Linked DNA regions of Oryzias latipes: region 2 is linked to region 1. The links are chromatin contacts, called in public Hi-C maps. All regions are on one chromosome and are shown on one strand. Each heading gives the region's core, a stretch centred on a gene start, on an enhancer-like site or on the middle of the called end of the contact. The rest is flanking DNA. Distances are from core to core; before and after follow the strand shown.

Evidence for each region. A called contact is a pair of places that touch in the nucleus more often than the background predicts.
Region 2: a contact with region 1 is called in a Hi-C map of embryo, with 1.5 times the contacts expected there. The contact joins the promoter of pax1 here to the enhancer-like site in region 1. A contact is called at or near these places in 2 of 5 Hi-C or Micro-C datasets (both in embryo).

The regions. Positions count from the first base shown.
Region 1 is chr22:16,310,157-16,315,534 of ASM223467v1, forward strand. foxa2 (Me-HNF3b protein) reads left to right here. Exons shown (of 2, transcript NM_001104692.1): 2 at 1-1,164. The coding sequence ends at 916. Among protein-coding and RNA genes, the nearest start is that of foxa2, 3.6 kb to the left of the region's middle. Within about 2 kb of position 2,300, at least 4 of the 8 cell types and tissues checked have an H3K27ac peak or open chromatin away from gene starts, as enhancers often do. A contact at or near this core is called in embryo, where this site is marked.
Region 2 is chr22:16,416,463-16,421,840 of ASM223467v1, forward strand. pax1 (paired box 1) reads right to left here and starts at 2,349. Exons shown (of 5, transcript NM_001172049.1): 1 at 2,098-2,349; 2 at 967-1,596; 3 at 191-324. The coding sequence starts at 2,101.

The DNA of each region.
Region 1 (5,378 bases), core at 1,050-3,549:
TATGAACGCCCTGACATCCTACACCAACATGAACGCCATGAGCCCCATTTACGGACAGTCGAACATCAACAGGTCCCGAGATCCAAAGACGTACCGGCGGAGCTACACGCACGCCAAACCTCCGTACTCCTACATTTCTCTCATCACCATGGCCATCCAGCAGTCACCCAGTAAGATGCTGACGCTGGCCGAGATCTACCAGTGGATAATGGACCTCTTCCCCTTTTACCGACAAAACCAGCAGCGCTGGCAGAACTCAATCCGCCACTCTTTGTCATTCAACGACTGTTTCCTCAAAGTCCCCAGGTCGCCGGATAAACCCGGAAAGGGCTCCTTTTGGACTCTTCACCCGGACTCCGGCAACATGTTTGAGAACGGCTGCTACTTGAGGAGGCAAAAGCGCTTCAAATGCGAGAAGAAGATGTCCATGAAGGAGCCCGGCCGCAAGGGTGGAGACGGCGGCTCTGCCAACAGCAGCTCGGACAGCTGCAACGGCAACGAGTCCCCGCACTCTAACTCCTCCTCCGGCGAGCACAAAAGGTCCCTGTCGGACATGAAGGGGAGCCAGGCCCTGAGCCCGGAGCACACCGCGCCCTCCCCGGTGTCGCAGGGGCAGCACCTCATGTCTCAGCATCACTCGGTCCTGGCGCACGAAGCCCACCTCAAGCCGGAGCACCACTACTCCTTCAACCACCCCTTCTCTATTAATAATCTCATGTCATCGGAGCAACAGCACCATAAAATGGACCTTAAGACTTACGAGCAGGTGATGCACTACTCTGGATATGGCTCCCCCATGACCGGAGCGCTTTCCATGGGCTCCATGGCGGGTAAAGCCGGCCTGGATTCTGCATCTATACCCGACACATCCTACTACCAAGGGGTCTATTCCAGGCCAATCATGAACTCCTCGTAGGCTCCCTGTATGCAGACTGCCCCCCACCCCCATTCCAGTTTGTACATTTGTAAAAAACAAAAACAAAAAAATATAGACTTTGTGTACTATATGTATTTGAGATATTTTTGACCTTTCTCACCGTTTTAGTTGTTGAGCTTGTTAGACTGTAAGGAGAATAAAGTGTTGCGCTTCAAAGATGGACCCCAAAGACACAAAAACTGCTGTAAGATATTCACGTTTGCATAAGTGGACACAGAAACCAGTTTGAATTCTTTGCCAGATCTGTTCAGTCATTTGTGTATTTCCTATTTATGGTCTGTATATGTGTATTCTTGTAGTGACAAGAATAGAATCTATATTAAAGTGTTATTGTTTTGCTTTCTGAACATGTCGGTGTTTAAATTATTATTTTTAACATTATCACAATTGTGCAAAAAGGAGTTGAAATCCCTGTTTTCCAAGCTATATAAGACGGAAACTGGAATTTAGGCGTTCAATTTGCATAAAGTACAAACAGTAACAACGTTTATTCAAACTGTATTCCTAATTTTTCTATTAAATAAACACACAAAATATAAATGTGACCAAGAATAAATTATTGGGCAATTAAATCGATCATGAAATATCACAAATAACCTGTCAAAAACACAAGGAGTTTAGCATGTTTGTGTCTTTTTTTATTCAATAAAAAAACAAACATATTCTCACCCACGTGATGCTCCAATAAAGGCGCATACTTTCCACAGCGGATTAATAGATTTGCTTCATAAAACCGGGTACAATGCTCTCAATTTGTCTCACAGGAAATGCAAACAAAACAAATATATGCTCATTAATCCCAAACGCAAATGGATATATTGATGGAGGGGTGTGGGAGTCAAAAATCAGCATTTGCTTACACACTGTTTTATAAAATTTTGAATATTTTTGGTAAAATCTCAACAAAAATTGTTATAAACAGGACAGGAATTTTTTTAAAGTCACACATTAGTCTATTAGACTGTTTGCGCGCGCACATGCAGGCAAATTTACCAATATAGAAATATTTATGAAAGTCCGATTATGAGATTTAACGCTCGTTTAATCTCTGATTTAAATTCCCCCACACAGAGTATACGTAGGTGTCAGTCAAGCAGCATCCATGTCACTCATTTCCCCCCGCATCTGTCTCTTCCCTTTTTTCTTTACACGAGTCCCAGGCGCGCGCACGTGAACGCGCATGCAAAGTTTAGATCACTGAATGAGATTAAGAGTCATTGTCCCATAAAAACAGCCTCCCGTGGCGCAGGAGAAAAAGGGGGCTGATTCTGGAAAAAAGGGCCGCCTGAATGTGATGCTCTAACTTCTCTCCCCACAATCTGGGCTTCCATTGTCTGCTCCCTATTTTCAAAGTAGTCGGGCCCTCCCCTCTAGTTAGATAAGATAGGCTTGTCCATGAATCCAGAGAGCCCTCCTGCTGCCTTCCCTTCCCTGCTGGAAGCTCAAATCCAAGGCCGGGGACGGTGCGTGGACGGGGGACATCTCCGCAGCCTATAACCACACAATGGCCCCGTCGACTTCTGAACGCACGGGGCCCTAGTGTGCGTTCATTCTCCAGACCCTCTTTTAGATCGTACTTTAAACAGCGTGATCTGCGAATAAACAAAGCCAGTAAACAATTGAGTGGAGGCTATGCCCACATATAGGAAGTGTACACACACAAACCAAATTGCACAAGTGTAAACTTTGAATAGGACGCAGCAGCTCTGTCAATTTACACAGACATTAAATTTCGTTCTATTCATTTTAGACATATAATGCTGAGCTGATTTTTTTTATAGTACACTGATCGATATCTCTGTAAAATAATCTTTTTTTTTAACTAGCAGGGCAGTGAAATCTTTGCTTTGTGCTAAAGTCAACAGTGACAGAGTTTGAGCTCAAATAAATGCCGTGATGTCTGAAGCTCTTTGCAGAAGGCAGAAGGCGAGCTTCTACAATGGGCTCCTCTGTGGCTTTGCCAACGACATGCAGCAGCTATTTTGCACAGGTATGACGCTTTTATTATATCCACCAAAATGCTATATTTCTTTTAAAAACTTTTTTTTATTCGTGAACTCTTGAGGGTCCGGGGTAATTTTCGGGCTCGACTAGAAGGAGGGGGAGCAGAGGATGGGATCCTAAAGTCATGGGAAACAAGGAGTGTTGGATTTGGAGACAGGGTGGTGCAAAGCTGAGGATCTGCAGGTTATAAGCTGGAGGAATAGTTGGAGCTCTTGCGAGGGGATGCGCTTCTGCACTGCAAAAAGTACAACAAGAAATAACTGATGAAGATGTAAAAAAAAAAGAAAGAAAGTTACAATAGGGTTACCACATGAATATTTTAACTTAAACGAAGACATAAAAGAATATATCATTTTACTTATAATAACAATAAAAACTAGAGATGGACTTGTTTTTGCAAAAAGAAAGAATAACCGCCTCTTGATCCGGGACTGATGATGCGCCTCTTGTTATTGGATATTTTTTGCAGTGTGCGGCTGATTGATATCATGTTGCAGCACAGATGTCATGGAGGCATGAAAGCTTAACAGAACCGACCCCGCGGCTGTCTGAGCACGCGCCCAAATCAGCGCAGCTTTTTTTTTTTACCGATTCGCAAACAAGAACATTTTCATGTAAAAAATAATTTTGATTTATGCAAAAAAGTGTATATTTCAGATATTATTGCAATAATAATAATAATAATAATAATAATAATAATAATAATAATAATAATAATAATAATAATATTAGCAAAGTTGAGGAGAAATTAATACAAAAACCGTTTAAGTGCTCGAAGGGCTCTTTAAAACATAATTTAGCCCCCCCCCCTCACACCAATTTGATATCTCAGGGTGGGATAACCCGGTTGAACCCCCTTCAGCGCACTCCGGGGGAGGGAATGGCCTCCTGGATCTTTGCCGGTTCAAAGGTAGCCATCCTGGCGGTCAAACACGCGCCGAGGCCACAGCATTGCACCATCCCGATATTCCGACATTACGCGGGGGTGTTCTGTCCTGAAGATGTCATCTAAAGATTCTGTTGAAATAGCAACCAAATAAAAAGATGCTTGTTGATCCATTTTTCAACGATAATCCCCGGATCTCTCTGCATTTTCCATAGTCGGATTTTGAGTATATCTCTATTAGAGGCCCGAAAATTAGATTTATTTTTTATTTTTTAACACAATGCGTCATCATTTCAAGGCCGACAAAAATCAATTTTTTAAATTAAAGAATTTGTTACATCAAGAATCGCTTTTAGATCTACATAAAAATGTTTCCTTTTTTAATTCAAGTGTTAAAAAATAAGCTAATGTAATTTATCTCTCTTTTTTAATACCTTTTAATAACCATTGCAGACTTTTAAATCAGACATTGTAATTCCCTGGCGAGCTCGGGCCTCGCTTTGAAAATGACTCAGGATAAGACATAAGCCGAACGGCATCCACCCATGGGCGTCTGCGCTACAGACTCCACGGCGGAAAAATAGGCATTTTATCACTTCATTTCGATAGAAGAGAATATGTGACACATATTTTGATAATGTTAATAAATGAAGGCGGGAAACATGTAGATCAACCTGATAATTTAATGTATAAAGGCCTTAATAATCGATTCTTGCATGAGAAAGCGAATTCTTCGATTCAGATATTGATCAGCCCCTCAAGGGTAATAGTTCCAATCAGGAGCAGCCCATTTTCCAGAGTTTTTCAGGGTCCTGCCGCACCTTTATGCTCCGCGCTGCAGCCCGTGGACTGGAACACCCAAGTAGATCAGTCTCCATGGTGACGGCGGGACACCGGTCCAACAAGCTGTAATTCTGTCTCAGCCTTTTGCAGGGGAGGGACCGTCCACACTAGCCCGACTTAACTCCTCTTTCAGTAGAAATACTCCTAATCCCATATCTTAGCAAGGCAAACTGTCGTCCCTCAGTATATTAAAGAGACCACAAAGTCAGAACTCAAACCACCCATGGTTTCTCAGCAGGCGGCCCATTCCGGTGGGACGATCCGCCGTGCCGGCCGTCCTCCCCCCGCAGCCCCACGTCCCCGTTTTTCCACGCGTTCACCAAAATGATCTAATATTAAAATTAAATAATATTAATATAATGAAATGAATAATATACTTTTTCAAACAAAAATTGTAAAATAAAACATATATAATGAAAAAAACGCAAAAATTCAAAAAATATTATATCTAGGCCTAAAAAACCCAATTTTGAGACCAATAAAGGTTTTATTGACGTATTTATTTGATTATTTAGGAGTGTAGTTGGCATAGAAGCATACTGCATGTAAAAAAATGTGCTCCTAATACAGAAAATTACTTCATAAATGTTCTAATTTTGAAAAAAAAACAGATTTTAAAATTTTATTTCAAACACTTTCATCTGATTTTAATAGTAACACAATATGGCAAATTGTTATAATTAATATAATAGTAAATTATTTTATTTA
Region 2 (5,378 bases), core at 1,099-3,598, 110 kb after region 1:
GGGTGTGGGTGCTGGGGGTGAGAGTGTGCAAGACAGGAATTACTCTGCCAGTCTGATGATAACAAATACTTCCCTCGAGGAACTTTATGGTTCAAGCATCCCGTTCACATCTTTTAAAATTGGCGTGTTATTTCAAAAAAAATATTATTTACAATGTTCCCATCAGCATCATGTGGTTTTTCTTAATTACCTGTGCGTATTTTATGTCGGCATCAATTGCTGACTTGTCGATCCCGTTGACCGTGTGGGGCGCAGAAAAAGCTGCTCTGTTGACGCTGCTCCACTCCTCCATCTTTGGTGGGTATCCCTCCGTCCCTGCAATAGCTGCAAATGAAACAGATATGTAAAAACTAAAGCCTGCACAGAGTAATACATGTAAACATTTAAAATATATATTTTTATGTGGGTTGAGGTCAGTTTAGATTTTGCTGTGAAAAGAAACTCCACTTAATTAGCACGCATATTATTGGGTTATTATAAAAAATTCTAAATATATAAATAAAATTGATTTTAAGACAATATTTACAAGCAAAATATTTATTTTCAAATATTTCACAATTCAAATCTTTATATTGTGATATTAAATAAATACATATTTACATATGTACTTATAAAATGAGAGCATTATTTTATCTATTTTGTGTAATTTATTAAATCACTTCCTACAAACACCCTAAAGTGCGACTTCTAGCAGCAGTTTAAAGGGGAGACAGGAAGCCTCGTGAAACACTTGAAGGATCAGGCTGGATGTAACAGGTGAGCAAGGTGTTTGCCATCGCATCACTCCATGAAAAGGCCCATTGATTGAGCGTGGCCTTACTGCGTCCTGGCTGAACGCTGAAATGGAGGCCTATAAGTTTTAATGGACAAGTTGTTCTGCCTGATGCCGGGACGGGTTGTTTTGAGTAATGTTTTGACAATCACGCAGGCAAACAGGAAGGAGACAAAACGCGGCTTTTTCCTCACCTGTGGGATCCATGAAGGCGCGTATTCCCAGGATGTTACTGACGGTGTGCGGAGAAGGCCAAGCCCTGGATATGCTCACATGTCCCGGCGTCACTGGTACTCCGGGAGGGCTTCCCATTTTGGTGCTGGGGGGCGACATGGTGTTGGGGTAGGAATAAGGGTAAATGTGGTTGTAGGGGAGCCCGGCTTGCGCGGAGGCTTGCTTGCTGCTTTCATACTGGTTAGGCTGAGAGAGGTTCCCAATCTTGTTGCGTAAAATCCTGCTGATCGAACTAACAGACGGGACGTTGTACTTGTCACAAACGCCGTCTGCCAAAAGCCTGTCCCGAATCTCCCAGGCAAAGATCCCGGGGTCGTTCTGTTTGTATTCCCTGATATTTTTAACCACGTTCGGCGTCGTGACCCGTGGCTTGCTTCCACCGATGGCACCGGGCAAGATGGAGCCAGTCTCGTTGTATCTCGCTAAAATCTTGCTCACGCAGCCATGAGAGACTCGCAGCTGCCGGCTTATGTCGCAGGGCCTGATCCCGAGCTGCGCCAGTTCCACTATTCTTAACCGGATGGCATTGGGCAGGGGTCGCCCATTGACGAAAACGCCGCCAAGCTGGTTCACCTCTCCATAGGTTTGCTCTAGAAACAAAAATAATATTTAACCCCAAATACTCTTACATTACAATTTATTTAAAACTGAAGGAAATTATCACAAAAAACTTTAAGATTTAATTCTTGCATTAAAGTTGTGCCAGTGCAAATTTCTGAGGTCAGAAAGTTGCACCACACAGATTGGCAGCTACTTTTGTAAACCCGCTAGTTTGCAACTGTTCAGAAATGTGCAAATGAATCGGCTGGCCATCCCTCCAGCACCCGTGCGCACACAACAAAAAAACAACATTACATATAACGAGTTTATAGAACAGACAGAGAACCCATCAAAGGCATCTGCAACCCAAAGCCGTGTCTTCACATTCATGCCACACAACACTAGAAAAAAACATGAAAAAAACAACTACAAGCTCAAGATCCTTATAAATAAAGGATGACAAACTAATGCGCATTTTTTGCTCTTTACGCAGGCGTGGTTAAGCTTCCATAGCCTCCCTGCCACTGAACCATGCAGACAGTAAGGCTTACCCATTTGTCTGTATATTTCAGGAAATGTAGGTGTCCCCTCAAATGGATCTGTGCTTTCGGGCGAAGTCAGAGAGCGAAGGGGGAGCGAGAAGAATGAATCCAAGAAGAAGGAAAAAGCAGGCTCCTTCCAACTCGTTCGGCTTCAGCGCTCTCCCCTTCTTTATATTTTCGGAAGCAAGCGGCTACAGGGGCGCCGACGCGATCTTCATCCGATAAATGCAAATTGGACTTATCCCGGGGAGTCCGGAGTCTGCTGGAATTGATTTGACGCGTCCTCCACGTCAATCTTCGCTGTTATACGCCGAGCCTGTACTCTGCTTTCATTGGTCCTCCTGAGCTGGAAAATGCTGTCAGCCAATACAAACCCCATCCGGTTTGGAGCTGCGCTGCCTCCTCTAATATTTTGCATAGGGGAAGTGGCAGAGAGGGAAACTTCTCATCCAACATGAAGCGCTCTGGTAAGAATTTACGCATCACGCGAGATGGATTTAAAGAGAAGCCTGCTGCCAATATTCTCAGCTGCTCCTAAATATGAATATTTTCTTATTTTGAATTCATGCAGTAATTAAAAAATAGCTTTTTGGTTGTACTTGGACTAAATCACACCTTTGAAATTCCTTCTACAAATATGTAATTTAAAATTTAAAGACAGAATAAAATGGAAAGATATTTTTCACATGAATCCAATATTTTCCTTATTTATTTATTATATTTAAAGCCCATCAAGTGGATCAGGTGGGATTCTTTTACCGACCCATCTGAGAGAACATGGAAACTCCCTCATCACCAGCGGGTCTTTCATTTAATGCAGAGCATCAAAGATGGGAATGTTCTCATGTAATCGATACGTTTGTAGATTGCAGAGCCCCCAGACTATAAGATATCGACTGGATTCCAGAGACGTACATTATCACAGCGTGTTTTTTGAGTTTCCTGTGCAAGTTTAGAAGGTATCGTTTATAAGCTCACAAAACGTTACTAGTAAAACTTTACAGTCGACCCAATGGTAACAAGGTGCAGGGTCCCTATCCCCCACCCCACGCACACTCCCACCTACCTCACCCCTCCTCTCATTCTGAGTCTGCTGCACTCCACCATCCAGAACTTAGGACACATGGAAAGCATTAGGCTGCTTGGGATAAAGCTATCTGGGTGCTCGAGAAGATATCCTCTTTTGGACTCACTCTAAATATAAAGGAAACAATTAATTTTTCTTTACCCATTTTTTTTTCCTAATTTGAATACGCCGAGAATAATAATTGTGTGATGAGCTGCATTTGCATGTGGGAAGCGCTACAGGATCTGCAGGGAAAACCGACCGTTTCTCAAGACTGTGAATCAACTTTTGATGAAAAACGAGCCTCTTTGCATTTATCAACTTTTCTGTGTCATCCCTGAATTCTGTCCACTTCTTGACTTGCAGGACTTCCCTCATCTGGACGCAGCAGGAACTGCATCGTGTTGTCTGAACATTATGTGGCTTGATGGATTTGTGCAATTAACATTTTTTCTTAAATAATCCTTGAAACTCCAACATTTTGGATAACAAAGAAAGGTGCGTTTATGGACATGATATTTTCTACATTTTATTTTACTTTGATGTTTATTTCTAACTAACGAATCACAATCTATAGCTTTTTTAAATGCTGTTCTAATGGTTTTTTGTTTGTTTTTTGTGTTTTATTGTTGACATTGTATGACTTTATTTTGACATACTAGCATATAGATTTATTTATGATTAATAAAACATCAGTACAATTGACAAACCGACGGCTGCAATGCGTTTATTTTTAAGGAAAAAATGAGAGCGCGTGTATCTGAAATTGATACTTTTCTAGATTATTTTTTTTATTTTTTGCTTGAATTTATTATTTTTATTATTTTTTACATATAACCTTTCTTTGCTTGGTTTTAGAGGGTTTGTTAAATGCTGAATGGGAATTTAGATTTAATATTTACCAATGCTAAAAATCGTTCAGGTTGTATCCCCAAAAAACTTTAACGGTTAAGTTAACACTGTAATATGTTGAATGCCTTTTATTATACATTTGTAGGAAAAAAATCATGCTTGTTAAGATTCTATAAGCATCAGAAGATGCTTATGGAATATAGCCTGTTTGAAGGAAAAGGCTGCGTGAGAAACTCAGTGATTTGCTGCCAACACATTGCGTTGCCTTTTGCATCCGGTGAGTCTCTCCCCGGCGCCTGGTGTTTGTTTGTCTTGTGTAACAAACAACATCTCGTCCTTTTCCAGGATTCACAATGTGTTCACACCATACAGGCCCTCATACCACAAATCAAACACAAACACCAAAACCTCGGATCCCGTTCTTAAAACTAAAATTTAAATCAACTTTATTTTCATCTTCTTTCGCGCGCAAAGATCACCGCAACTGTAAACTGTACAATCATTGCGCACTGGAAGAAAAATGTATTATATACGAATTAGATTAGAAGATTAAAAAATATATATACATATATATATATATTTTATGAATAAGCCAAAACATTACATTGACGCATTTCAGGGCGTTTTCTGTGTCCAAAATGTGTGTCTTTGACAGCAAAATGACTGCCTGACGATTAATTCTCAATACAATTTATTGCTTTTTCCACTTTCGTGGATTTGTATGCAATGTCTACCCCTACTAATGCCTAAAACAGACCCTTTGGGAGTTTTCATGTCAAAAAGGGAACCGGGCGTTAGATCATGAAGATTGCGTTGTCCTTTGAAGACAAATACATTTAAAAAATGCTGATATTTCATGCGGTTTTCCAAATATTGGCGATTTCTTAATCCACCAAAACCTAAAACAGGCACGACCCATTTCTCTCCAAATCTCCCTAAGATCTGCCACAAGTCGGTTCATCCAATCGACACCTGACGCCCGCAAGGTGCAACGACCCCAGACGGTAAATATTGGTGTTGGTTTTAAGTGTCATCAAAGGATAAACTTCTTCAAGTGTGCTTTGTCTTTAAAGTCTTAAGTCGAACTTAAAGTTCTATTTTTCATGATTTCAAATGGACAGGGGATGTGAGAGTGCGTTTCTGCAGGAACTGGAGATCTTTAAGATGCCTTAAACTGATTTTACGTTATTTAAAAAAATGGTCTGGAAACCTTTTATGACTGAATCAGTAAAGAAACCCCGTAGGCGTGCACGCATGTGCGCGCACCTGCTCTTCTGGGGAGATGCTCGTGCTTTTTCAGCATCTCATCTCCAAAACCCAACAATGTCATAAATGTGCCTCACTTTTCAATAAAATCTGAATCGTAGCTCTG